Linked DNA regions of Sus scrofa: all the other regions are linked to region 2. Evidence: chromatin contacts called from public HiChIP or PLAC-seq data. All regions are on one chromosome and are shown on one strand. Each heading gives the region's core, a stretch centred on a gene start, on an enhancer-like site or on the middle of the called end of the contact. The rest is flanking DNA. Distances are from core to core; before and after follow the strand shown. Region 1 overlaps ATF3 (cyclic AMP-dependent transcription factor ATF-3). Region 2 overlaps LOC102164427 (a long non-coding RNA gene). Region 3 has its middle 29 kb from the start of FAM71A.

Region 1 (3,456 bases), core at 376-2,875, 140 kb before region 2:
CTGATGAGGGCAAGCATGCCAGGCCAACAAACGCCACTGCTGTTGACTATTCAGAAAAAAACCAGGAAATGTATGTAATTCTCTTCTCAAAGCTCTGTGTCATGAGTCAGAGCTGATGTTCTTCTATCAGTTTAATCCTATAATCTTAGGATGCCGGGAGGAGACTTTTCTGGCAGGTGATAAACTCTGAGAAGCCAGCTTTCCAAAGCCAGAGGCTTAAGATTCTCCCATGCATTCATGTTTTCCCTCCCTTTCCAACTTCATTAAAACACCCAGTAGTTCAGGGGTGGAATTCAGAGCTACCCCTGGGCTGGCCTTTGTCTGGAGCACTGCGTGGCTTCGTTTTACAAGGGCAGTTTGAATTCTGCCACAGTTGACCGCAATTCCATTTCACCTCCCAACTAAGTTTATTAATGTGCTCTCAGTGTTTGGGGGGTCTGCTGTTTGGGACGTCCCCCCTCCCCTTGTTAGTGTAAAGTCAGCAGTCCTGATGAAAGAAACTAAAGAATGTCAGCGGTATGGAATGCTTTTATGAAAAGCATCGAGTGGGCTTATTTGAAGATGGAAACAGGTTGTAAAAATGTTAAAAGCCTCTCAGAGAGTAAAGCAGTTGTATCTGAAGAGATCTGGGCTTTTCCTATACTTGGCTAAAGCTTAGTTACTTGAGATACTTTCTAGTTATTCCTTGACTCAGTCTCTTAAGGTGTGATTCAGCCTAGACTCAGGCTGTGTCCCTGCAGGAAAAATGAAGTTAAATCTTCAGACAGCTTTTCAGAAAGTTGGGACCCTCTCACATTCCCCTCATTGAAGAAAAAAAAAATGTTTGGGGATTTTTTGAGCTGACTTTCTACATTGGTCTTAAAATCGTCCAGCCCTACTACAAAGAACCTGCATTTTGCTTCTGCTTCATTATCTCCATCAGAGATCGTGTCATATCATCCGTAGTTTCATCATTTTCAAGAAAGTGAAACTTTACTCATTTATTTCTTTAACTGGAAATTCAGCTCCCAGATTTTATTTCCCAGTAGCTGCTACTAGGTTGAATTTTCACTTTTAATTTTCATCTCTTTCCACTAAGCACTGCTCATAAAACATCTTATAGAAGGAAGCCAGTTCTTTCACCAACTTCCTATCTTGGTCTTTCTCCTAGCCCACTGAAGGCTGTAGGTGTAAGGCTGGGCATCAGGCCCAGAGATGATGCTTGCAAGCCTGTCACTCTCACTCCCCCAGCGACAGGCTTTCTGGACCTCAGTCCCCTCACCTGTCAAATGAGACCAGTACCACCTGTGCCTTCACAGGGCTGTCAAGAAGATCATATGAGATTTGTGAAGGGGATTTACATATTCTGGATGGCCATGATTGCTGTGATTCCACGTTCCTCATGTTGGGGGAGGGGACTCATATCGCTGCTGTTAATGCAACTTAGCCCCCATAAATCAGGAATTAACTGGAACTGTCAAGAAGTTCAGGTCACTCACAGATTCTTTTGTACTCTCATTGACCTCTGGGCTCTTGACACACCAGATCAATTCCACCCCACTATTTGCTGGCACCAGCTTGTCTCCACTGGTCTTAAGTACTTGAGAAACAACCAGTTCTCACGCATGAAACCATTTCTGGTTTCTGTGGTGTCCTGGTTGTATACTTCCTCCTCCCCAGGCTGGGTAACTCTTGGAACCACTGACCCTGTTCCATGCCCAGCTAGTATGAAAAAGGAAGAAATCATGAGCTCCGTACAGTGGGATAGAACAGCCAGTATCAGAGTCATCCAGGTCAGATCTTCATTTGGTAATGGAGTAAAACAGGGTCCATCTAGGAAGGTAAAGGGAGGTGCACAAGGCCAGAAAGCTGGTGAGTGGCCCAGCCCAGGCCAAGCTGTTGACCATCCCCCTGCTGCGCATTTTGCTCCATCACCAAAAGAGATTCAACACCACGAGGCTCAACCAGCAAGGCAAATGGAGAACAGAGCCATTGGCCAGGTAGATGAGAAGTTCGTAATCTTAGTAAGCTGTGCCCATCGCAGAGGAGGCTTTGATAGTGCTAAGACAGGGAGGGAGTATCGACGAAAGAGAACAATGGGGAGAAAAGACCCAGAAAGAGAAAGAGAAAGGTGTGGTTAAGACAGGAAGGGAGTTCCCCTCGTGGCTCAGCAGTTAATGAACCCGACTAGCATCCATGAGGACTAGGGTTCGATCCCTGGCCTCGATCAGTGGGTTAAAGATCCCGTGTTTCGGTGAGCTGTTGTGTAGGTCACAGACTGCAGGTCGGATCTCGAGTTGCTGTGGCTGTGGTGTAGGCAGGAGGCCACAGCTCTGATTCGACCCCTAGCCTGGGAACCTCCATATGCCGCAGGTGGGGCCCTACAAAGACAAAAGACCAGGAAAAAAAAAAAAAAAGGGAAGGATCTGGAGGCTCCAGTAGCTGCCACAGGTGCTGGGTGTAGTATCTTATTAACACTGTGTCTGGAGTGCTGCCTGCAGTGCACCATTCAGACAACTTCCAAACCATTCATACAACACCTCCACCCCAGCCCGCATCCAGGATATCCCCAAAGCAATAGCTTCTGTATTAGCATTACTCCACAACAAATGCTAAATGCAAAACAAGGAGACAGTCATACCAATTGCTCCTTCATTTAAAAAGACAGAGGCCCCAAACAGATGTGACCATCACCCACAGTGAAATGGATGCATTGAGAGCGCACCCCGATATTCTAGTGCCAGATTTGATTTTTCTGGCTCCATTAAGAGTTGAGCAACTCCTTTATTTGTAAGGAAGCATATGTGATTTGGTAATGAAATGAGGGAAAAGAAAATGGTTAGGAGGAAAGGAAGTAAGTCGAGATCAAATAGAGAAGGAGAACCATTCCAGCAGAAAGGACGTTGGGAAGGGAAGAGATCCTCTCCCCATAAAGTTCCTTTCCCCACTGCCTCGGAGGCTGGCCAGGGACATCCAAGCCCCCTCATTCAAGTCAAATCCCCTCAGCGGTCCCTTTTCCCTTAAACCACTCTAAAATCTGAAACTCTTGGTCTAGAAGGGACTGTAAAAGTTATCCGATCCAGCCACCGCCTCGTGCTGGCAAACAGGCAGAGGGGGCTAGGAGTGTCTATATGCCCGCATTTCCCAGCTGGGGATACCGAGGCTGCACATCTAGTGCAGTATAAGCTCTCAGTGTCCCGGCCGCTAGACCAAGAGCCATTCTCTCAGTTATCTGACCTGACTTCACACTCTCGCTTCCCCCTTACGGTAGGTCGGTACCCCTGGATGAAAAGCAGAGAAATCCGCAAACCGCCAGAGGAAGAGTCGGAGCTTGGGTCAACGGGTAAGAGAGAAAAGCGCGTGAGAAACGCGGGACGGGACGTTTCAGGCCCAGGAGCTCGGCACAGGTGCCGGGAGCCCTCTCCGCCTTCCGCCCCGGGGCAGCGAAAGGAGCGCGCGCCTCCTTCAAACTTAGCC
Region 2 (3,756 bases), core at 302-2,801:
GAGCCCCAGAGCATCGGCCACGAGCCCTCTCAGCACCCACCTTCAGGGGCTCCATTCCCAGCAGACGCTTCTAGAAGGGAAATCACTTCCTCTGATGACTCAAACAAACAAACAAACATGCTCCTGATAACAGAGCCCCCTCTTTTTGCCCCCGCTGCCTCCTCAGGCAGTGGAAACAACTCTGCCTCCGCAGACCTGGGGCCTCGGGCTCTCGCATCCACCCGGAGGCGGAGGTGTTTACCTGGTAACAGGGTGGACGGCATGTTGCCCTTTGAACGCTCCTCCTGCAGAGTTCCCTCGTGTCTCTCTGCCACATTCCTGGTACTGGTCAGGGCCGGGCCAGAGTCTCACGGACACAGGGAAAGGTGGTTCCTGCCCGTACCCGTGGAACCTTGGCCCAGATCTGGGTGTTAGATCCCCAAAACGCCCCAAGGAAATGGCTCGCCCATGTCATCCCTCTTAAGTCAACTGAACAGGAAGCGGCTCCCTGACTGCTTCATCAGTCTTACCCAGGGCATCAATAAACCGTAAGTCAGAGGGAAAGAAAAGCGAAGCCCGAGAGAATCAGGTCTTCCCAGCGGTGTGCCCGCCGGCTTGGAACATGGCAGGTGGGAACCAGCGCCAGAGGCCGTGCCTGCTTGGCAGCCCTGCCTGGCTTCTCTTAATGCTTCCTGGCTCTGCCTTGATCCACGTGGGCCTCACTCCCTTCTCAGCGCCTTGCACTTCCCGCCACACTTGGGCAGGGGCGACCATCTCTCGACAACTTGAGAGGCAGCAGCTCTGTCTTGTTCATCTCGTGCTGGCCCAGATTTCCGTGCCCGTGCCTGGGCTGTCAGCACGCACCATGACATCTGTCTAGGGCTGGAGGAATGCATTTAACATTCGTTACAGCTAAATTTTTCAACGTGGAAAAAAACAATGAGGAGCTAGCCATGGCTTTCCAAACTTTGATGTTTGGGGAGTGAAAACCCTGACTCCAAAAAAAAAAAAAAAAATCGAACATAAGCCCCAAACTAAATAAAAGCAAAGCAGGAGGACACCCAAGTTTGCCAGGTTTAGCAAATAAAAATGCCAGATATACAGTGAAGATGGAATTTCGGAACAATAAATACTTTCAAAAGGATAAGTATATCCCAAATACTGCATGGGCCATACTTACCCTAAAAAAAACTCACTGGCTGTTTGATGTTTAAATTTAACTGGGTGTCCTGATGGTAACACGTGGGACCCTGCACACGTGGGACCCCAAGGACACCCTGGGGCTCTACAGTCTGGTTTGTGAACCACTGTTTTAGGACACTTTGTGACGCGTCCACGCCGCTGTCCTTGTCCCATCTCTGGAGCTGCTCTCCCTCTGAGCAGGCGCGAGGCCTCCTTCTGAGCACCTCTGCCTGGAGCCCAGGTGTCTGTGTGGGCCCCAGGCTGTGAGGAAAGGCGGCTGCTAAAAATGGGCTCAGGTTCCCAAAGCGTCAGTGTGTTAAGTGTCAAAATAACTCGATAGGCAGCCAACCCTTATGACAAAGCTTTGCCAGCTTGCGCAACCATTTCAAGTCAAACATAGATTTCTTCACACCTTGTTTTCACCAGAATCTTTTCCTGAGAGACTTTCCCTGAGAGACTGTTCCATGAAGGCACATGACGGAACCATGGCGGTTCTGCTTCCCTCTTCTTGCTCCCAGCCCACTCCTTCTGGGGTGAACACAGGGCCACCACATCCAAACCAGTCGTCCTGGTTCTGCAGGGTGGATCCTGGTGGCCTCTGTGGGACCAAGCGGAGATCATAGGGGAATGCCGCCCCGCTCTCTCTTGAGCGCCCCCAGAATAAGCAGTGAAGGGGCCCCTTGGAGCATCACGTGAACTCCTGAATGCCCTCTAGGAGAAGCTGGCTCTGGAGAGGGAGCACCGGGGTGGGCCCTTCCCAGGGGGCTGGTCCAGCATGTGGTCCTGGGGGGATGGTCAAACAACGCCCTAGGCCCACTGTCACCCAGGCTCGGCCCAGGGGATGCTCCGCCTTGGGGCTTTGACTCTTGGGGCTTTGACCCTTGGGGGAGAGGAGGGCAGTTAGAGCTGGTGCTAAAGGATGTCACTGGATGTCCCTCTGCAGCTCTCAGGTTCCATGCTTCCCAAACCAGCAGTGCTTTTGGGAAAATAGGGACACAGGAGTTCCCATCGTGGCTCAGTGGTTAACGAACCCGACTAGTAACCATGAGGTTGCGGGTTCGATCCCTGGCCTCGCTCAGTGGGTTAAGGATCTGGCGTTGCTGTGGCTGTGGTGCAGGCTGGCAGCTGTAGCTCCAATCGACCCCTAGCCTGGGAACCTCCATATGCCACAGGTGTGGCCCTAAAAAAAATACAGGAAAAAAGAAAAATAGGGACACAGGCACCACTTCTTCCAGATAAAAGCCACACAGGATCATGGTCCCACCACGGTGTGTGCAATGGCCAGAGAAATGTGGGCAGAAGGGGTGAGTGTCACTTCTGGGTGGAAATGGCCTTAAAATCCAGTTCATCTTTCACCACGTTTCCTCCCACTGTCACAGAAGCCAGCAGCTCTCCAGATGGTGGCCACTCCATCTGGGTCCTGGAATAAGGACAACTCAGGGGAGAGTCCAAAGCCAAGTCTAGGTGACCACTGGAGTCAACTAGGAAGAAACATCTGTGGCGCCAAGCCCCTGAGAGGCAGGGGCTGTTTGTTATTGCAGCATAACCTCTTCCCTCGGGCTGATACCCAGGCCTTGTTCCACACCTCCCGAATCTCAGTCTCCATGGGAGCCTGAGCGGAGGCATTCTTCCAAGTGTCACTCACACACTTGTGACTTTGGGGATCAGCCAGGTTTGGGGAGCCCCACTTTGCTCCACACTGATTCTGGGGGGTGGCCCTGAACTGTAGGGTTGAATGGTGGCCTCCCCCAAAATGGACCCACATCCCAACCCCTGGGACCTGTGAATGTTACGTTACTTCAGAGAAGCATCTTTGTAGGTATAATTAAGAATCTTAAAAAGAAGAGAGCACCCTGATTATCCAGTAGGTACCATGACAAGTGTCCTTATGTAGAGCAGGCAGAGGGGGATTTGAAACAAAGGGAACAGAGGATCCAGAGGCAGAGACCGGAGTAAGGCAGCCACAGGCCGAGGAACACCGACCACAGACAGAAGCTCGAGGAGGCAAAGAATGCATCCTCGCCTAGAACCTCAGTGGAGAGTCTGGCCCTGCTGACACCTGGATTTGGGGCTGCTGGCTTCCAGAACTGTGAGAGAATACATTTCTGTTGCTTTAGGCCACCGTGTCTGTGGTACTTTGTTACAGCTGCCAGTGGACAGTGTCCACTCACCCCAGGGGTGCTCCCAGTCTCACAAGGCAAATCAGGGCTGTACCAGAGAGGGCTGGGCAGCAGGGATTAGAGGCAAGGCAGCCAGAGCTGGGCTTCCTGCTTGGGAAACAGGCTCGTTGGAGGGGAAGTTGGAGCCGCTTAGTGGAGAAGGGAGAGAAGGATGCTTTGGAAAAGGGACTGGTAGCTGTGGACACCAGGATGGGGGCCTGGCGGGTACTCCAGTCACAAAAGAGTCACAGGATCGGCGCTGGGGATGATCGAGTGGAACAGGAGAGATGGCAAACTTGGCCTTGAAACCCATGCTGGCCTTTCTTCATATCACTATTTACAAAAGCCAGAATGGTAATTTGAAAAATTGCCTAGGATTTCACCATAAGCCAAGACGGTTAAATTCAAAATTGTATCTATGCCCTGACCACAACCA
Region 3 (3,885 bases), core at 897-3,396, 180 kb before region 2:
TTCTTCTCTGCCAAGCAGGTCTTTATATAGAATACAGAGTCTCTCCAATCCTAAGTGGAAACAAAACAAGCTTTAGTGCCACCCCTCCTTCTAGACCAGCCCCCCCACCTCAGCCACAGGGAGCAGGAGGGACTCCCTAACCTAGAGGAGAATAAAAGGCTCTCATCCCTCAAAACTGGGCACCAAGCACCCCACAGCAGAGAAGGGGAGCACTCAGCAATTGCACCTGCCGCCCTAGGTAAGAACTCAACTCCGGGAGAAGATGAGATGGATGCAGAATTGTAGCTGGAGGCTGTGGTTTGTTATGACCAACATGACCCACTCTAATTACCAGGCACAAAGTGAGGGCCTGCGCTGTGCACAGAGGTAGATAAGACAGCCCTCTGGCCAAGGGACATCCTATAAGAAAAATCAGCCAAAAGCACAAGGCTGTCTGCCCTGAATGCCAAAGGCCTGCTGGGCACAGTGTGTCAGAGGAAAAGAGAGTAAGAATAACATGTATTGAGCACTTCCTATGTGTCCAAGCACTATTCCTAATGATATGTACATAGGTAATTCTCCCAATAACCTATGAGGTGGGTACTAGTATTAGTCCCATTTTATGGATGAGAAGAATGAGTCTCAAGGAGATTAAAAAACTTGTTTGGCGTCACCTGATTTTTAACAGCAGATCCAGGACTTGCACTCAAAATTGCGCCTCACCAAGCATGTTTTTCTTAAAAGATGGGAAAGGACTTTGGGAATGAGAGGTGACAGAAGGCACTTATTTTTGATATCAAGAGGGAAATTCAATGGATGAGTTTTAAAGTAGAAGCACACCTTATAGTGAGGAGATGATTTTTGGGGTTTAGTTTTGCAGTAGTTAAAATCTTCAGGAGTTCCCTTCGTGGCGCAGTGGTTAATGAATCCGACTAGGAACCGTGAAGTTGCAGGTTCGATCCCTGGCCTCCCTCAGTGGGTTGAGAATCCGGCGTTGCCATGGGCGTTGCCGTGGTCTGTGGTGTAGGTCGCAGACACGGCTCGGATCCTGCATTGCTGTGGCTCTGGCGAAGGCCGGCGGCTACAGCTCCGATTAGACCCCTAGCCTGGGAACCTCCATGTGCCGCAGGTGCAGCCCTAAAAAACACAAAAACAAAAAACCCTTCAAATTGTGAGCATGCTTAAATTATAATTTAAGCTATATTCAATATCTTATAATGACCATATTCAATATCTTATAATGACCTATAATGGAAAATACTCTGAAAAAAGATATATATAGAAGTCAATCACTCAGTGCACCTGAAACCAACACGATGTTATAAAATATTGTTAAATCCACTATATTTCAATTTTTGAAAATTATAATATATGAGAGCAGTGGGCTGGGACAGGCTGGCTGGGCCGGGGAGGAGCTGAGGGGGAAAGAGGAAGGGAGGGCCAGGAAGGGAGAAACAGTTTTCCTGGGTGCTGCCTGAGAGTCACTGCGGAGTCCCAGGCCAGCCGCGGGGTCCTGCGCTCCCTGTAGAGGCCTCGGTTCCCCAGGCGGGAAGGAGGACGGAGGGGAGAGGGATCCCGGTGCCGTGGAAGTGGAAGAGCATTCTCAACGACCTCTTTCTGCGCCCTCGGGGTCGAGTCCTTTGCGAGGGCAGCTCTGTTCTGATGGGTCCCATCCCCCCAAGGTCCTGCGTCCTGGTCTTCGGTCCTCGGAGACGGTGTCAGGCAGGACCCCAGTCTCCTGAACCGCAGCGCCATCGTGTGGCCGCTGCCAGGTCCCTCTGGGGCACCTCTGGCTCAGGTGTCTCTCGCTCTTGCCACCCGCGCGCTGGTGGGTTCCAGCCGGCTGTCTTCCTGGGCAGGGAGCTGGGAGGGACAGTGGGCCTGGGTGCAGAGAAGCCAGGCCCAGATGTGCCTGACTCGGAGAAGTAGCTTCTAGAGGGAAGTATATTCGAGGGAAAGATCCTTCCAGCTGGGCGAGCCAGAGCCCTGCCCCTTGCCTTGTGAGCTTTTGTCCCGGAGCCTCTCTGAGCCTCAGTTTTTTCTCCTCTGTAAAAGCGCCATAATGACGCTGGGTGGAGGCTAAATTGCAAAACCTCTAAAACAATGCCTTCAAGCAGTAGGAGCTCAATGCGTCATTGACGGTGTCGTCATCCTCCGTCACCACAACAGGTCTATTCAGCCAGGCTTGGGAAATACTCCATCTTTACCAGTCACTCCTGCCTCCCACGTGGGAAGCCCTCTGGGAACAAAAACACCCACTTCTGGGAGGTGTTTTGACAGTGGCGGGAAGGGCAATGGTGCAGGGGGTCCCGCAGACCCAGAGTTCCTTGCCAGGTGGGGATCTGGGCTGAGTCACTAACGTCTCTGAACTGGTTTCTCCTCTGTAAATCAGAGCTCTTAACCCCTGCTTCCTTAGGCTTTTGTGGAATTAAGTGAGGCGCTCAGGTAAAACACTGCACACACTGGATTTAGCATGCATTCATGTCGCCAGAGGACTTATTAAAATACTAGTCACTGGGCCATGCCGGGAGTTTCTGAATCAGTCCGTCTGGGGCGAGGCTCAAGAATTTGCCTTTCTAATTTGCATTTCAGGAGATGTTGCTACAGTCTGTCGGGAGTGGAGGGGGGCGAGCTTTGAGAAGGACTAATCTAGCATATACTAGGCCTTCAGTTAGTGTTCGCTGTGATTAATCCACCACCCAAGCACAAGTCAGATGGGAGAAGGAGGAGATGGGGGGAAATTGAACCCAAATCTAACCAGGCAAAAGCTGCAAACCCAACATCCAGCCATCAGTAGGAATAGTTCCTTTCCACAAATGTTAATTGAATGTCTTCTCTCCATTTCTTCCATAGGCTCTATTGGGCAGTGCTTTGCTCACACACATCACCGCATTCCATTAGCATTATAGTCTTTTTTTATTTCTTATCTTTTAGGGCCACATCCATGGCATATGGAGGTTCCCAGGCTAGGGGTTGAACCAGAGCTGCAGCCGCTCGCTGGCCTACGCCACAGCACACCAGATCTGAGCTATGTATGCGACTCATAGCACAGCTCATGGCGACGCCAGATCCTTAACCCACTGAGCGTGGCCAGGGATCGAAACTGCATCCTCACGGATACTTGTTGGATTCATTTCCACAGAGGCACGACGGGAACTCCCATCATGGTCTTCTGAAGCGGGCAATGATCAGGAGAAAGGGACTCTCAGAGAGGCTGAATGATTGCGAGGGACACAGAATGCTGGAAGGCTGAGCTCAGGCAGCTGGAATCAGCTGACTGTGATTGGGGCCTGAAAATGCTGCCTCTCAGACACCTGAGCATGCTTGCTGAGGCAGGGTGGGCTCCGTGAACCTGCCTCAGGCCCTGCCCCCTGACAGCCTCCGTCCTGTCTAAATTCCCACCACGAGTCCACTTTCTTTACCAGCTCTGCCTGCTTTGGGGCCAAGTGTGAGTCATCTCCCCCTTGCCAGGCTCACTGACTCTGCCTCTCTTCTCAGCCACAGGACCCTTGGTCCTTCCAGAGTGTGTCCTGGGTCTTGAACTCTGGCTGTTTGCTCTGGGCCCCAGTGCTCCCATCAAAAGGAGGAGGTCCTCGGGGTTTGGGGTAGAATCAGGAGGCCCACCCAGGTCGTCTCAGAAGAAGTCTCCCTCTTGCCCATCCTGGGCATCTGAGAGGCAGAGACCCAGCCATAGCAACAGCTCAGGAGGGAGCCCCTTGGAGGCCCAGCAGGAGCTGCAGCCCTCCGCGACTCAGCCCGGTGGGGAGAGAGGAGGGGCTTTAACTGCAGGGACACCGCCAAGGTTGCCTGCTCCAGGCCCCATATCCGTTGGAGTTTTTCTGGTTGGTGGGAGGAACATGGCCTTGAGAGCAAAAGGCCACGATTCGAACCAACCCTGGGTCCCTG

Evidence for each region. HiChIP or PLAC-seq counts read pairs in DNA pulled down with a chosen protein or histone mark.
Region 1: a contact with region 2 is called in an H3K27ac HiChIP or PLAC-seq map of alveolar macrophages. The contact joins two enhancer-like sites. A contact is called at or near these places in 1 of 5 promoter capture datasets (liver), 13 of 47 Hi-C or Micro-C datasets (alveolar macrophages, embryonic fibroblasts, epiblast stem cells and 5 more) and 2 of 2 datasets of contacts at active chromatin or transcription factors (alveolar macrophages and skeletal muscle).
Region 3: a contact with region 2 is called in an H3K27ac HiChIP or PLAC-seq map of alveolar macrophages. The contact joins two enhancer-like sites. A contact is called at or near these places in 2 of 47 Hi-C or Micro-C datasets (embryonic fibroblasts and liver) and 1 of 2 datasets of contacts at active chromatin or transcription factors (alveolar macrophages).

Annotation. Positions count from the first base shown.
Region 1 is chr9:130,781,281-130,784,736 of Sscrofa11.1, forward strand. The region is part of intron 1 of ATF3 (cyclic AMP-dependent transcription factor ATF-3); the gene reads right to left. Among named protein-coding and RNA genes, the nearest start is that of FAM71A, 15 kb to the left of the region's middle. Within about 2 kb of position 1,626, at least 1 of the 83 cell types and tissues checked has an H3K27ac peak or open chromatin away from gene starts, as enhancers often do. A contact at or near this core is called in alveolar macrophages, where this site is marked.
Region 2 is chr9:130,918,545-130,922,300 of Sscrofa11.1, forward strand. It overlaps LOC102164427 (a long non-coding RNA gene), which reads left to right. Exons shown (of 3, transcript XR_002336041.1): 3 at 1-1,008. Among named protein-coding and RNA genes, the nearest start is that of NENF, 39 kb to the right of the region's middle. Within about 2 kb of position 1,552, at least 5 of the 83 cell types and tissues checked have an H3K27ac peak or open chromatin away from gene starts, as enhancers often do. A contact at or near this core is called in alveolar macrophages and liver, where this site is marked.
Region 3 is chr9:130,736,740-130,740,624 of Sscrofa11.1, forward strand. No RefSeq gene overlaps it. Among named protein-coding and RNA genes, the nearest start is that of FAM71A, 29 kb to the right of the region's middle. Within about 2 kb of position 2,147, at least 43 of the 83 cell types and tissues checked have an H3K27ac peak or open chromatin away from gene starts, as enhancers often do. A contact at or near this core is called in alveolar macrophages and liver, where this site is marked.